3 separate regions of the Mus musculus genome follow, and all the other regions are linked to region 1. The links are chromatin contacts, called in public HiChIP or PLAC-seq and promoter capture Hi-C maps. All regions are on one chromosome and are shown on one strand. Each heading gives the region's core, a stretch centred on a gene start, on an enhancer-like site or on the middle of the called end of the contact. The rest is flanking DNA. Distances are from core to core; before and after follow the strand shown.

What was found. Promoter capture Hi-C pulls out the DNA fragments that hold promoters and counts their contacts. HiChIP or PLAC-seq counts read pairs in DNA pulled down with a chosen protein or histone mark.
Region 2: a contact with region 1 is called in an H3K27ac HiChIP or PLAC-seq map of stem cell-derived epiblast-like cells, with 4 times the contacts expected there. The contact joins the enhancer-like site here to the promoter of Vps50 in region 1. A contact is called at or near these places in 1 of 39 promoter capture datasets (macrophages), 1 of 484 Hi-C or Micro-C datasets (erythroblasts), 4 of 115 datasets of contacts at active chromatin or transcription factors (embryonic stem cells, extraembryonic endoderm stem cells and stem cell-derived epiblast-like cells) and 3 of 9 other capture datasets (adipose tissue, embryonic stem cells and liver).
Region 3: a contact with region 1 is called in a promoter capture Hi-C map of pre-B cells, with 2.4 times the contacts expected there. The contact joins the enhancer-like site here to the promoter of Vps50 in region 1. A contact is called at or near these places in 8 of 39 promoter capture datasets (the C10 cell line, embryonic stem cells, epiblast stem cells and 4 more), 1 of 15 datasets of contacts at CTCF or cohesin (pro-B cells), 10 of 484 Hi-C or Micro-C datasets (B cells, the C10 cell line, the CH12 cell line and 7 more), 5 of 115 datasets of contacts at active chromatin or transcription factors (the 230-238 cell line, the SCID.adh cell line and embryonic stem cells) and 2 of 9 other capture datasets (adipose tissue and pancreatic islet).

Annotation. Positions count from the first base shown.
Region 1 is chr6:3,495,526-3,500,356 of GRCm38.p6, reverse strand. It overlaps Vps50 (VPS50 EARP/GARPII complex subunit), which reads right to left and starts at 1,964. Exons shown (of 28, transcript NM_024260.5): 1 at 1,802-1,964. The coding sequence starts at 1,834. It also overlaps a transcript of Hepacam2 not described here.
Region 2 is chr6:3,557,520-3,562,350 of GRCm38.p6, reverse strand. Vps50 (VPS50 EARP/GARPII complex subunit) reads right to left here. Exons shown (of 28, transcript NM_024260.5): 17 at 1-83. It overlaps Gm52885 (predicted gene, 52885), which reads left to right. Exons shown (of 3, transcript NR_168043.1): 3 at 1-218. Among named protein-coding and RNA genes, the nearest start is that of Gm52885, 11 kb to the left of the region's middle. Within about 2 kb of position 2,095, at least 23 of the 459 cell types and tissues checked have an H3K27ac peak or open chromatin away from gene starts, as enhancers often do. A contact at or near this core is called in embryonic stem cells and stem cell-derived epiblast-like cells, where this site is marked.
Region 3 is chr6:3,461,260-3,466,090 of GRCm38.p6, reverse strand. It overlaps Hepacam2 (HEPACAM family member 2), which reads left to right. Exons shown (of 10, transcript NM_178899.5): 9 at 2,721-2,830. Among named protein-coding and RNA genes, the nearest start is that of Hepacam2, 31 kb to the left of the region's middle. Within about 2 kb of position 2,685, at least 36 of the 459 cell types and tissues checked have an H3K27ac peak or open chromatin away from gene starts, as enhancers often do. A contact at or near this core is called in the 230-238 cell line, the CH12 cell line, adipose tissue and 4 more, where this site is marked.

The sequences.
Region 1 (4,831 bases), core at 715-3,214:
AGCAATCGAGCCACAGAGACAGAGAGACAGAGAGAGAGAGAGAGAGAGAGAGAGAGAGAACCCAAATAAAATTAAATTTTCATAAATCAGAATTTCATCTCTTTAATATACATCAACAGCACAATAATAATATATGTATAAATTGAGCTTTAAACATATATAATTAGGGCCACACATTTGCATAAACCTGTTAACTTTACATTACTATTATTTATACAGTAGTTTCTTGTATACGTTCTAAAGATTTTTTTTCTCCAACTAACTACAGATATAACCTACTATAATTCAGTAAACTGTGTGAGGCTTAAGAATTCACACTTTCTGCAGAGTCAGCATTACATTTACAAACATTATGGATATATTATCACCAGTTCTCTGGAATTCTTTGGAATTTAAGGAGAGCACCAACCTTAGGAAGAAAAAACCCAAATGCAGCAGCCCAAGGTATTTATAAGCTGTATGGCAGACAATGGACTATGCTGCTTAACAGGCAAGACCAAGGAGACAGAACGCAAAACCAGAATGTAGTCATCCAAATCTGAGGGGCTCCTGAGTGTCTGCTCCCTCTCCTCTCACCTCAGGATGGAGCAGCCTCCAAACCTATTCTCAAGTAAGAAGCAGCAAGACGCACAGCGCCAGTGTCCAACAACGTGAAAGGCTGCTAAGTGCCTCTGCCCCCTGCTTGTTTGTTTTATTATTCATAGAAAATTTTTTCCTAGTTTCTCGACTCAAATCAAGAAAAAGAAAAGCATTATGCAAGGATCACGTACGTACTGTCTATAAGAAATTACAAGTGTCTGTCCCACTACTGCTGACACTTTGAATCCTCAAGCAGGACAAGAAGTCTTCTGTTCTCTTGTTAAGAAAAAGAAATTATAAGTGAAGCTTTAAAGAAAGGACTCTACCAACATTTCTAAGCCACAATGATTTTAAAACTCATCTAAATTGCACTTCTTTCTTATTAAAACAAAGAAAAATTCTAATTATGTTTCAGTAGCTAAAAATGCTACAGTCAAAACAAAGGTTTCTGAAATAAAATGATCAATAAATACCTAAAAAAAACATACATTTCTTCAACTCCTCGAAGGAAGTTGAGACACAGTATTAGGAAGCTCTAACATATGTGAGACAAGATATAGTACCAGTCTTATTCCTGAATTATCATTCTGAAAAAAAAAATTCTTTGTCAGAATTTTATTTTTTAAGTAGCAATACACAAAGAATGCTGACATATACTAGCTTACTGGTGACTTACAATGCGATACTTTGAGATGGGAGGGGGATAGAAAAGGAATTGTCATTCCCATGTTTAAATCCAAAAACACAGCTACAAGTTTGGAGAGTTACTGCCAATCCACAACACTACCAATGTTGGCTACAAACAGCCCTTTGCCTTCACCCTTGCTCTTTCGAGTTTTCTCTACTGCACAGACCCCACCTCACTTTCCAGGGCACCTACTGGCAAACGACCACCAGTGAGGACGAGGGGGACGCTGCAAAGCAGCTAAGGCTGTCCTGGAAAGGAAACTAAAGCAAAGGAGAAGGTACAAAGACAGCCCAGCTCCCTGATTGGCTTTGTCTAAACGAAATGTTTGTAGGAAGACACTTCTTTCAAGGAGTCGAGGTCGGATCTAGGAGGCTCAGTTGAGATTTCCAGTGTACTACTTAGCTGCCCAACACCCCTGAGCCCCGCCACCCACTATAACTTAAGCCTACGCCCGCCGCCACCAAGGAACTGGGCGTCTCGGCGCCTCTCACAGCCGGGAGCGGGAAGCTCTTTAGTTCAGAAAACAGAACTCACCTGCCGGGTCATGAGAGATTTGATTTTTTGCATGTCGAAGTCGAGAGACAATTACCCTGCCTCGGAGAAGTAACAAATCACATAATCCCACCAGACAGCCGGCTACAACACAGGGAAGCCATAGTGAGTCGTCACGTGGAGCTGCCCGCCTGGGTCAGCCTTCCTTTCCCCGAGCATGACGGGAAATGTAGTTTTCCGGCTGCAATCAAAGGAGGAGGCCAACTTCAGTACTACATTTCCCAAGAAGCAGTCGCTTCAATGAACTGGGACTCCTTCTGTTCCAGAGCCACTACCTGGACTTGGAAGAGCGTTGGGCGAGGCGAATACCTATGACTTAGGTAGTCTGGCCACTGAACTAAACAACTCTGAAGCGTCTGTAGATAGTCCACTTTGACAAGATGCCCTCTAGGAGTGCAAGAGAAAGCACACCTGGGCTAGAGAGGCGAGGAAAGAGACTGATTGACCTCCATAAAGAGCACTTGGAAAGGTGACTTAAGACAAGGAATTTCCCAGTGGCTCTGGGTGTGCCCTGAGGAAAGTGGGAGGCAGGACCCCTAAGATACTGATGGCCAGCCGTAGGTTCTTCTTCATTCTTGGCATTTCCTGAAAACGCTCTAGAAAAATCAAAGGATTTCGTCTACCCCACCTATCATTTTTCTACCTGCTTTAGCAAAGGCAAGTCGAGGCAGATGTCAGTAAGTATGAGGGCACTTGTCACTTTAAAGCCCTGATCTTGTTATTAGTAGTATAAAGGAGAAAGTAACGGGGTAACTTTGCTGTGGGGGGCAGCAAACCCAGAGCTAATAACAATAGGTAACAATGAAAACTTACGAATTGGGAGAAATTTTGTTAATGGCTTCATGTGTATGACCTTATGCATTTATCTACATGAGCATCTTTTCCTTGTTTTGTTTTGTTTTTGTACTACAATTTTTCATACAATATGTTCTGATCAGGTCTCCCCTCCCCCAACTCATCCTAGATCTGCCCCTACCGCCACACTTGCTTCCACGCACCTTCTTTCTTTCTCCCTCTAGAAAACAAAACATGCAAACAAACAAACAAAAAGATTGAAAAGGAAAGAAAGAAAAACACAAGAAACACACCCGCAAGCTCGTATGCATGAACATCTTCTGGAGTTACCATCATCTTCATGTTAAAAAATGGTGAAACAGGCATGGAGAAGTTAAGATACTTACCTAAGATTGTTAGACGTATAAACTGATGACTTAAATGCTTAAAGGTTCCCGGTATTATGCTGAGGAGTGACTCCTAAATCAGGACACCAGTGCCTTTTAACTACATTAGTTTAACGTATTATAAAAACTAATAACTAATGTTTTTATTATAAAAGCAAAGCATAAACTTGACTGTATGGAGGGTTGGACACTAGCTCAGAAATCGCCTATGCAGTTGCCTCCTCTAGTGGCTGGCTTTTCCTGCAGATGCACTTCTCTTTGGGAGCAATGTAATTACAAAGTTAGTTCACCTTAGATACAACCATTCATGTAATCTTGAGGATTTCCCCCAATTGATTCTCCTAGTGTAAATAATTCTACAGATATGAAGGGGTCTGTATTAAAGATTACAGCTGCTTGAAATGCTTGTAGTAGATGCTTGCTCACTGTGTACAACAAAACCAGCCCAATAATGTAAATGAACAGTAAACCATGTGTGATTGGCAAGACCAGAAAGCAGTCCTGCCCTCATCACCCACACACTTTCAGTGACTCCTTATATTAATGTAATCGTTATGCACAGAAATGGTTTTAGTGCATTCATTTTAATGCAAATATAACTAAGGTGAGTAAACAGTCGAGGATATGGGACCTTTTTTTTTTTATTACAGAAGCAGATGGTAGATTATCAACTGTGCTATGAAATACTGTGTTAAGACAACCCAACCCCACCTCCCAACCCCAGAGGAGATCTCATTATATAGCTCAGGCTGGCTTCAAGCTCAGAGATCTCCCTGCCACTGCCTCCAAGTGATGCCATATTTCTGGGAGAATTTTCCTTTTCTTAGAAAACTCTTTGGAACTATTTTAGGAATTCTGTCATTTTGGGAGCTCTTGAAGTTAAATTTGCCTGTATGATTTCAATGTTCAACTCCTGATTCACCAGTACTGTCACAAACAGTTATATTTACCAGCAAACCACTAGAGGGCGCATGGTTAATGTGAACAGTTCTTGTACAAACCACACATATAATGCAAAAATTTGAATGTATATAATAACAGGGAAAAGAGCACAAAAATGGATCGTTCTTGTATCTAAGTCCTTATTAAAATACCTACTATTTCTTTCTGTCACAAAAGTTGGCATTTTAATATAAAATGTGGAAAATACTGGAATATTCGTAAGTCCTTTAAATGCTATATATTTGATACTAGGGGCACCCCTCCATACTGTCTTCGTTTCCCACATCTTACCAAGGATCCTGGAACTCTCATAATAAGCCATTTTTAGTTTAAGGACAATATGAAGAATGATCTTATTTGATCAATATGAAGAATGATCTAAATGGAGTGAAGGAGCTTGTGGGGTATCTATTTAAATCCTATGGGTTTTTTTTTTTCCAATTGGATGTTGTGCAGTCTGTTATGAAAATTTGTGTGAAATTCTTAAGGAATGGCTAAGGAGCAGACAACATAGACTAAAGAGCACAGGGGTTTATTTCTGGGGAAACATGTTAAGAAAAATGAGAATTATGCTTGGATGTCAATGACTAAGATTGTTCGCTGTAGTCAAGGATCTGAGAAGGAAAGTATATATCTAAGTAAATACATTGAAGTGAATATGTATGTGTGCAGAATTTAGAGGGTGTGGAGAAACTTGTAGTCATTGCCTGGGCTTGAGGATGCCCTTGACATATTTCTGAGGTGTGAAGCATTATAAAGCAACTGAACTGTATAAAGAACTCAGGTTTCCCAACAGTAGTGTCTTTGCCTTTAGACACATCTTCAACAAGTTGGGAACATTGACATCAAGAGTATTTCCAAAGTTGTTCTCCAGAATAACAATTGTTCT
Region 2 (4,831 bases), core at 846-3,345, 62 kb before region 1:
GCAAGATGCTAAAATTTGACTTAACAGGGCAAAGCTCCCATGTCTCATTCTCTAAGAACATTCTCAGTTCATCAAGTCGTATCCTGAGGAAAAGAAAATGAACAGTCGAAAGGAAGAAAGGGGCAGGGAACGCATAAACTCAGGAAACAAAATTATCATCATCATAATCACAACTCATTCAGATTAGCACAATAAACTACACACGCTGGCTTCTGTTAGCTCTCCTATGTTCCTTAAGAAAAAACAAAATATGTCAAATGTTTACTAAGCTAAATATTTTTAACACAGTGTAAAAATGAGGTGAGAAATATAATTATTAAGGACCCGATATAAAACCTGTCACTAACTCATGCACTTAAATTTGTCTTAACTAATCAGGCACCAATGCCAAAATAGAGAAACAACTAGCGGGTTATACAAATACAAGTATTTATTCATTAGTGTATCATAAATATGTCAAGTGTCCGACTACTAAGCAAAAATAGCAAGGTAACCATCATTCTGCACAGCTCTTTGACTTAGTGCCCAGCACCACAATGCACTTAACACTTGGCGGGTCAGCACTTACACTCCAGATACTCCATTAACCGCACACAGTACAGTACACTCAGTCGAGATACTCCAGTAATCGCTCACATCAGACTCTCCACTAACTGCACACAGTACACTCACAGTCAAGATACTCCACTAAAGGCCCACATTAGATTCTCCAGAAACCGCCCACATCAGATACCCAACTAAGGGCCCAGAGTACACTCACACTCTGGATACTCCACTAACTGCCCACATTTCATGGACGTTTTTTATACTACTGGTCTCACTTTATGTCTTAAGTCATCATGACATTATATAGGAAGATGCAGAGAAACAAAACTTTATTTCTATTTGAATAAAAGGCCAGTATTTCATTAGCTGTTGCTACCATGCTAAAACAAAATCTAGACTTTTTAAGAAACCAAGATTTGAAGATGAAGAGAAAACAGATGGACCTAAAAGAGGAACAGCTCTAAATATTGGGATTAACTGAGCAAGGACTACAGCTGATCAATATTCTCAACAAAGTTATAGGCTACAAAATAAACACTTAAAAAATTAGTGGCTATCATATATATATGAATTACAAAAACACTGAGAAAGAATCAAGGACAGAACGGTGAAATTTACTATCTCCATCCCCCTGAAATTTTGTAATACACATAACCAAGCAGTGAACAATACTTTGTACAATGAAAAAAGTTAAGATGATGAACAAAGGAGCTGAAAACATCCCAGATGATGGAAGGATGCTCCATGCCCACGGCTTAAGAGAATTAATATTGTGAAAATGGTCATCCTATCAAAAGTAATTGACAGGTTCAACAGAACCCTATGAAAATTCCAACGAAATTTTTCACAGAAATTGAAACAAATCTTAAATTTCATATGGAAACACAAAAGAGCCAGGAACTGGCTCTGTTGGAGGTATCATCACTACCAACTTCAAGTTATGTATTTCAAATAGTTTCAATGATAACAAAAAGGCCAGACATCATGTTAGATATATGCCTGTAGCTATACCACTCACAAGGCTGAAGCAGAAGAATTATCAATCCTAGGTCCTGCGCTGCCTGAGTAACATAGACTTTATTTGAATAAATACAATCATTTTTAAAGCCAAGAAACAAATAGACACTTGAGAACTGAAAGGAAGATTTCAGTTAAAGCCTGACTGGGAAAAGCTTTAGACATACTTCCGCACAGAAGATATACAAAGAGCTAATAAGCACACATAAAGCTAGCAGCATCTTTATTCATTAAGGAAATGCATATTGAAGCCACAACAAAATACCACTTACATCTACTAGGACAGTTACAAACAAAAAGAGAGAAAGCTAAGCAAGTGCGTGGAAAAGCTAGAAGCCCCATACAATACCACTACAAATGTAAGACAGTGGTGACTAATGGGTTAGAAAACAGTTCCACCGTTTCTCAAAATGTTAAAGTCACCACAGAACCAAATGTTAAACATTGCTACCACAGAAGGAAGCAATTTCTGTCTGCAGGCTAGTTCCCTGCGCAAATCACCACAAACTGAGTGCCTTAAAGCTCTGGCGGCAGGAAGTAAAACATGGCAGCAGTCTGCACTGTTACACACACAGACTGGTGTAGGGGAACCTAGAGAGCTGTTCTTGCTCCAACTGGCCGCAGCACTCCCTGCAGCCTCCTGGCCACAGCACTCCCTGCAGCCTCCTGGCCACAGCACTCCCTGCAGCCTCCTGGCTGCAGCACTCCCTGCCTTGCCCTTCACACTGCTTTTCCACGCAGACAAACTTGTCTTGTGTCTCAGTGAAATCTCTGCCACTGCCTTCCTCTTAACTTGTGATGGTATTTAGTGCCTCCCAGATAATAAGGTGTCTTTGCTATCATGACACATGTTGAAAAAAGGATTGGTGCTGAAGCTTGAACACTTTTTCTGTGTTTATGAAGTACAATTTGGTGGAAAAAAAACAGGCATATAATAGAGCCTGTCTCGAGTAATTTTAGTCAATACAGGTGTGCACACTGGTACTGTTGCTGAGCTGCCTGTCAAGTTAATCTTGCCTTTGAAGGAACTGCTCCCAAGTGGCTTTTGTGAACACTTTCTAAGTGACAACCATTAGAAATGTTATACTCAATAAATAAACTACAAAGGTCTAGGTTTTGGTTTAAACATTAGGGGAAAAATCCGCAACAACCACTTTTTGCTGTTTCACCTGTGATAGTCTTTGTTACATAAAATGTAGCAAGAAGAAAGGATAACTGGGAAAGCAACAGTTATGGAGGCCAGTCCCAGCCACCTCACTTTACAACTGGTCCAGTCACAGCCCTGAGAGGTTGCACAGCTGCCCACTACCTGAGAGTTGGCACACTACAGGGCAAGAACCTGAGCCTCTTCTCTCCAGTTCTGACAACACAGTATAGCCTCATCAAAGAAAAGCAGGCTCTGCACATGCGCCTAAGAAGCCCTGAAACTATGAAGAATTGTGTGGAATTTTGATGGGGATTGCATTGAATCTGTAGATTGTTTTTGGCAAGATGGCCATTTTTACTATATTAGTTCTGCCAATTCATGAGCATGGGAGATCTTTCCATCTTCTAAGGTCTTTAATTTCTTTCTTCAGAGACTTGAAGTTCTTGTCATACAGATCTTTCACTTCCTCAGTTAAGAGTTCCACCAAGATATTTTATATTATTTGTGACTATTGTGAAGGGTGTTGTTTCCCTAATTTCTTTCTCAGCCTGTTTATCCTTTGAGTAGAGGAAGGCTACTGATTTGATTTAATTTTAAATCCAGCCACTTTGCTGAAGTTGTTTATCAGGTATAGGAGTTCTCTGGTGGAATTTCTGGGGTCACTTAAGTATATGATCATATCATCTGCAAATAGTGATATTTTGACTTCTTCCTTTCCAATTTGTATTCCCTTGATCTCCTTTTGTTGTCTAATTGCTCTAGCTAGAACTCCGAGTACTATATTAAATAGATAGGGAGAGAGTGGGCAGCCTTGTCTAGTCCCTGATTTAGGTGGGATTGCTTCAAGTCTCTCTTCATTTAGTTTGATGCTGGCTACTGGTTTGCTGTATACTGCTGTTACTATGTCTAGGTGTGGGCTTGAATTCCTGATCTTTCCAAGACTTTTAACTTGAAGGGGTGCTGAATTTTTAAATGCTTTTTCAGCATCTAATGAAATGATCATGTGGTTTTTTTTTCTTTGAGTTTATTTATAGAGTGCATTTCCATATTCTGAAGCATCCCTGCATCCCTGGCATGAAGCCTACTTGATCGTGGTGAATGATCGTTTTGATGTGTTCTTGGATTCAGTTGGCAAGAATTTTATTGAATATTTTTGCATCAATGATCATAAGGGAGATTGGTCTGAAGTTCTCTTTCTTTGTTGGGTCTTTGTATGGTGTAAGTATAAGCATAATTGTGGCTCCACAGAATGAGCAATTTACAAATTCATTTGGAATTAAAAAAAAAAAAAACCCAGGATAGTGAAAACTATTCTCAACAATAAAAGAACGTCTGGGGAAAATCACCATCCCTGATTTTCCATCCCTGATGGAGGGGAAGGGGAAGGGGGAAGGGGGAGGAAGAAGGGGAAAGGAGAAGGGGAAGGAAGAAGGGGAAGGAAGAAGGGGAGGAAGAAGGGGAAGGAAGAAGGGGAAGGGGGGAGGAAGAAGGGGAAGGAAGAAGGAGAAGAAGGGGAAGGGAGAAGGGGGAAGGGGAAGGAGGAGAGGGGGAGGAAGAAGGGGAAGGGGGAAGGGGAAGGAGGAGAGGGAGAGAAGGGGAAGGGGAAGGAAGAAGGGGAAGGGAGAAGGGGGAAGGGAAAGGAGGAGAGGGGAAGGAAGAAGGGGAAGGGGAAGGGGAAGGAGAAGGAGGAGGAAAAGTGCCGCAGACCCTCTGGGTCCCTTTGTCTGCGTGGAACAGGTCTCTAGTTGCAGTTGGGCAAGGAGTCAGCGGAAATGACAGACAGATGCACACAGGAGATTTTGTAGAATCTGAATGTAATTTGTCAAGTCAAGCACCAAACTTTTTAAACAGAAGAATAACAAGAAACCAGGCGAGATACATCCAAGTTACAGTGACACATTTCAAAAGGAATGTAAACATCAAAAGAAGGCAGGGACCAGGCTGCTGCCACTAAGAAGGGAGCCAGGTGTAAAGCTAGTCTATTGTTAAGCCCACCACCAGGGGTTCTGCTCTAGCAGATATTCTCATGAATACTGCAATACCACAACCCCCTATTTCCTGGGCCCTGATAATTTCTTGTATGAGTGTAACTTACGTATCTGTGGAGAATCTCCATTTGTC
Region 3 (4,831 bases), core at 1,436-3,935, 35 kb after region 1:
GTAAGCCTCATTCATTTAAGAACTAGGGCAGTGGTGTCCAATGGCTTCGCTCGCCCTTGCTGCATTCCACAGTGTTGATTCACGGGAAAGTGAGATTTGTGGAGCTAAGGCATTTTTCTCATTGTTCTTCTCTTATAGAGATAGTAAAGCTGTCAGAAATAAGGATAAGCACTCTTTTCCTGGTATAGTCTATGAATAGAGAATTAGCTAGGTTGAATATATAGAGAAAAGAAGGGTGGAGGGCTCACAGTTCCCGGCTTAAGTTATCCCTGTTGCCTAGGTGACCTCAGCCCTTCACTTTGCAGAACTCACTGTATCCCTCGGCTCCCTCCCTTTCTGCCTCATAACCTCAATAGCTTTTCAGAGACATTCATTTGATCCTATCCTTGAAGGTACTTGCTTGTCATAAGGAAGTTATCATATAATACAAACCTACTAATATACAAGTATACTTTTTTTATTACCCTAAAGGTGCAATCCTTTAAAAAGGTAGGGGCTTTTATAGTTGAAACCATTTATATTCAGGCAGTCTCTTCAAAAAATTGTAGATAATCAGTTTCAAGCAGAATATGCCTCTGAAGTCTTAGCTTATGAGCACTCACGGATGTGTAAAGACTGGTTTTTCTTCTGTCTCCTTATTCCTCTGTAATAGTCCACTTACGGATGGAACCAGAAATGGATTGCTTGCTTCTGGCTTCTTCTTTCTTCCATTTTTTAGAAGAGAACTATTTGCCATTCGGAAATAGCCCCTTTGTTCTAAGCATTCTATCACCCCGTGTGCTTCATCCAGTGAGTTTCCTGGCTACAGACTTTATTTCAGAAATGTCCTGTGAGTAATAGAGAGGGGTTGATTGGATTTTGCCCTCCTGAGGGTAAGTAGCTCCCATGCTGCCATAGATGAGGAGAGGCGCACCTGACAATGAAGTGCCAGTGCCCACTTTGATGCAGAATGGTGTCACACCTCCAGAACCAAATAAGACAAAATAAATATGTGATTGATCTGTTAGCTATAAGGACTTTTGTAGTACTTTGACAAACCCTTCTAAGGTGTAGCTTCAAAGCTTAGAGCAGGAGACTGAAGAGGTAAATGGACATACTGAACTTTGAAACATAGAATGTCTTTACTTAAAAAAATTCACACATATATTCCTAATGGATCATTATTAAGGAGTGAATGGTGACTAATACTAAGAATGGGGTATTGATTGTACATAGACTGGAACACTAATTGAAGCCCTCTACTGACCCCAAGTACTTTAGTGCCCGTGGTCTTGAAGCAGACAAGCCTGCCCTTGAGTGGCATGGCAGAAGCAATGCTTGAACTCTGTAACACACAGCAGAACTTGATTTGGAGCCATGCTCATTCTTGAATCAGAAATGTGTGAGAATTCTTCTGACCACCTTAATTGGCCATGTCAGGTGCTTTGGGGATGAGGTGTGAAATCAGAAGGAACAGCCAAAGTAGGAGAGTGAGGGCAGGGATACGTGGGAGAGGAGCTGAGTGAGAAGAAGCCAGAATGCCATTTGCACATGAAGATGGACAGTCCAAGACAATGAGCCTAAGAAGAAAACAACTACCAATAAAAGAAATATTCTCAAAAGTGTCATTAAGAGGAGAAATAAGTTTAATTATTAATTTATTTGCATCTTAAAAATCAAAACAGTCTCTTTGGTTATTGTAGTATGTATAAGATGGATCGTTCTCCCTTTACCTGTTGTGCGCTCTGTTAACCATTTAGCACCTCTCCAGGAGTTGGACAGAGGAAAAATGCATAACATTAACAAATTTGCTGCCATTCAATATTAGATCATATATGTTAGCATACATCTACCATAGCCCCTGACCACCTTCATCCCAAGGAAAATGAAGATGCAGTCTCAATTATAAATTCTGTGGAAATTTCAGCCCAAAATGACTGGAAAAGTCATAGCCTGTGGCCATAATGCTTCCCTTGGGAACTTTAGTAGGAGGAGTGAAAATGGTTTCCAAAACCACATAGCACTAAGGCATCCCAACACAGAAAACATTCCGTAGTGTCACCCCCTTCACTGGGGAGGATGCTGTGTAAACAGGAAGGACTGCAGGTAGATAGAAGAGTGCTTAAAAGAGGGGCGAGTGGAAAGGAAGACCAGACAGACAATAAACTGGAAGGCAGTGTTTGCAGAAAGAAAGAAAATTCAAACTGTGAGGAGCATGAGGAAAGCATAAGTTTCAACAAAGCATGTTATGGTTTTTACACTATATCCTTCTCTTGTTCAGTGAAGCCTGTAGTCCCCAGAGGCATCACCACAGTAAGACCAAAGCATCACCCTTTGCTCCTTTATTCTCCGGAAGTATGATGATGACTTTTGGCTTCATGTTATCCTTTCAGAAAAGCCATACTGACTTGTGTAATGGCTGAAAAGAGCAGTTAAGATACAATGCTTTATATGTGCTTTCTGGTTCTAAACTGTCAAGCTGTTGTTTGTTGCTGTTTTGTTTTAATTCCTCCTTTTGCTACTTTTCTCCCTATTGTTTGGCTGCCCGGTAGTTTGCATATTTTTTCTTAAGTGATGAAATAAGTGGATGGTTTGTCAAGCTACTCCTGGAATAACATAATGTGAGTGCAGGAAGTAGCATTCCAGAGGTCGCGAGCATCTGTTCTCCATCTCTCACACTACTGAGTGTTTCTGGATAATCGAGGGCTAAGCTTTGTCTATTATTGTGCTGTGTTTTCTAGATGTCAAGTAGGTCTTCCCCTGCCTCTGATGGTGTAACAGGGCAAGATATTCACGGAACAATTTATGAAGTCATTCAGCATATCCCAGAACAACAGCAAGAAAATACAGAGTAAGTATGAGTGTGTTTGCTGGGTGCAATGGAGGCTCTCAGACGTCAGCAGCTGCATTTCCGAAAGCTCCAAAAATATTAAAAGAGGAAGCTATAGTTTCAAAATATGTGAAATTCTTCAAGATACATCCTCCTGTGAAACTAGTTTTGAAAAATGAAACAGGCAAGTGTAGAAATACCATGTAGAGCCATGCGCACGGGCAGGTAGGTAGACAAGAGGCAGAACTCTGGAATGACATGTCTGCTGCATATGTTTCTCCTTACCAATGTGTCTCTAAGGAATCCACATCAGGGTGTGAAAGGCTCAATCTGGCCAGTGCTCAAATAGCCTTAATTATCCCCATGACCTTTCAGTGACCATAGCAACTTTATAGCCGCAATGCTCTGTCAGTAATTATAATACCAGGCAAGAAGGCTACCAGGGAAGAATGGCCCAGTCAGCATCAAAGGCCCAACATGTTTGCATTCAAGGCTGACTATTTCCAACTGCATAGGACTGGTCCCTCTGAGAACAAAACCTGTGTTGAGGCCAAAGGCAGCAAACCACTTAGCCAGTTAAGTTCAGGGCTGTTACTAGATCTGCCTCTTCTTTGCCATGGAGAAGCTAAGCCACAGTCTTCAAATAATGAAACCAAGCTCTGTTTTTGTGTGTGTAGCTGCCTGCAGGCCTAACTGCCAAAGTCCCCTTCCACTCCTCCTTTAGCTGTCATTTGTTGACTCTGAGTAGAACATCAATAACCGCTTCTCTTCCGGCAAGTGGAGCAGCCCCAACAAAGTAATCCCTGCTCATTTCTGGGCAAACATTGAAAACAACTGCTTGGCGGAGTCCAGGAGTGCACTGAAAAACCATCTAATGGAGAAAACCAGGGACAATGCTGTGGTTTTATGGCTAAGTATGTGACAAGAAACGCCAGAGAGCCCCATCAGAGAAAACACTCTCAAAGTCAGTGAGAGAAAAAACAATTCCTAGTAGAACCAAGAATTTCTGGTTTGAAATTTTAAAAACGTTTTGGTTTGAAGCAATATATTAAAAGAATTACATAGAGTACAAAAAGGAGACACAATAACATGGTTTTTGAAAAAGAAAACACTAAAGGGACAGCTGGTCTCTTTACTTTCTGGAGCAGGAAGCAGGGGAGTGTTTCTGTCTTCATTTTTTTCTCTTTTCTTCTTTGATCGATACTTATTGATTATGCATAGTTATGGGGTACAAAGTAATATTCTGGCCCAGGTATAGGTTGCACAATCTAGCACTATTTCTGAGACTATGTCTGCTGTGTAAGATTGAATCCAGTGAAAGAAAGAGAGAAAGAGAGAAAGAAAGAGAGAGAGAGAGGGAGAAGAAAGAAAGAAAGAAAGAAAGAGAGAGAGAGAGAGAGAGAGAGAGAAAGAAAGAAAGAAAGAAAGAAAGAAAGAAAGGAAGGAGGAAAGAAAGAAAGAAAGAAAGAAAGAAAGAAAGAAAGGAAGGAAGGAAGAAAGAAAGAAAGAAAGAAAGAAAGAAAGGAAGAAAGAAAGAAAGAAAGAGAGAGAAAGAGAGAGAAAGAAAGAAAGAAAGAAAGAAAGGAAGGAAGGAAGAAAGAAAGAAAGAAAGAAAGAAAGAAAGAAAGAAAGGAAGGAAGGAGGAAAGAAAGAAAGAAAGAAAGGAAGGAAGGAAGGAAGGAAGGAAGGAAGGAAGAAAGAAAGAAAGAAAGAAAGGAAGAAAGAAAGAAAGAGAGAGAAAGAGAGAGAAAGAAAGAAAGAAAGAAAGAAAGAAAGAAAGAAAGGAAGGAAGGAAGGAAGAAAGAAAGAAAGAAAGGAAGGAAGGAAGAAAGAAAGAGAGAGAAAGAGAGAGAAAGAAAGAAAGAAAGAAAGAAAGGAAGGAAGGAAGAAAGAAAGAAAGAAAGAAAGAAAGAAAGAAGGAAAGAAAGGAAGGAAGGAAGAAAGAAAGGAAGAAAGAGAAAAATTATTCTGGAGCTTGGGAAAGTGTTCAATTTAAAAACTACTTACCATGAAAGAGTGAGG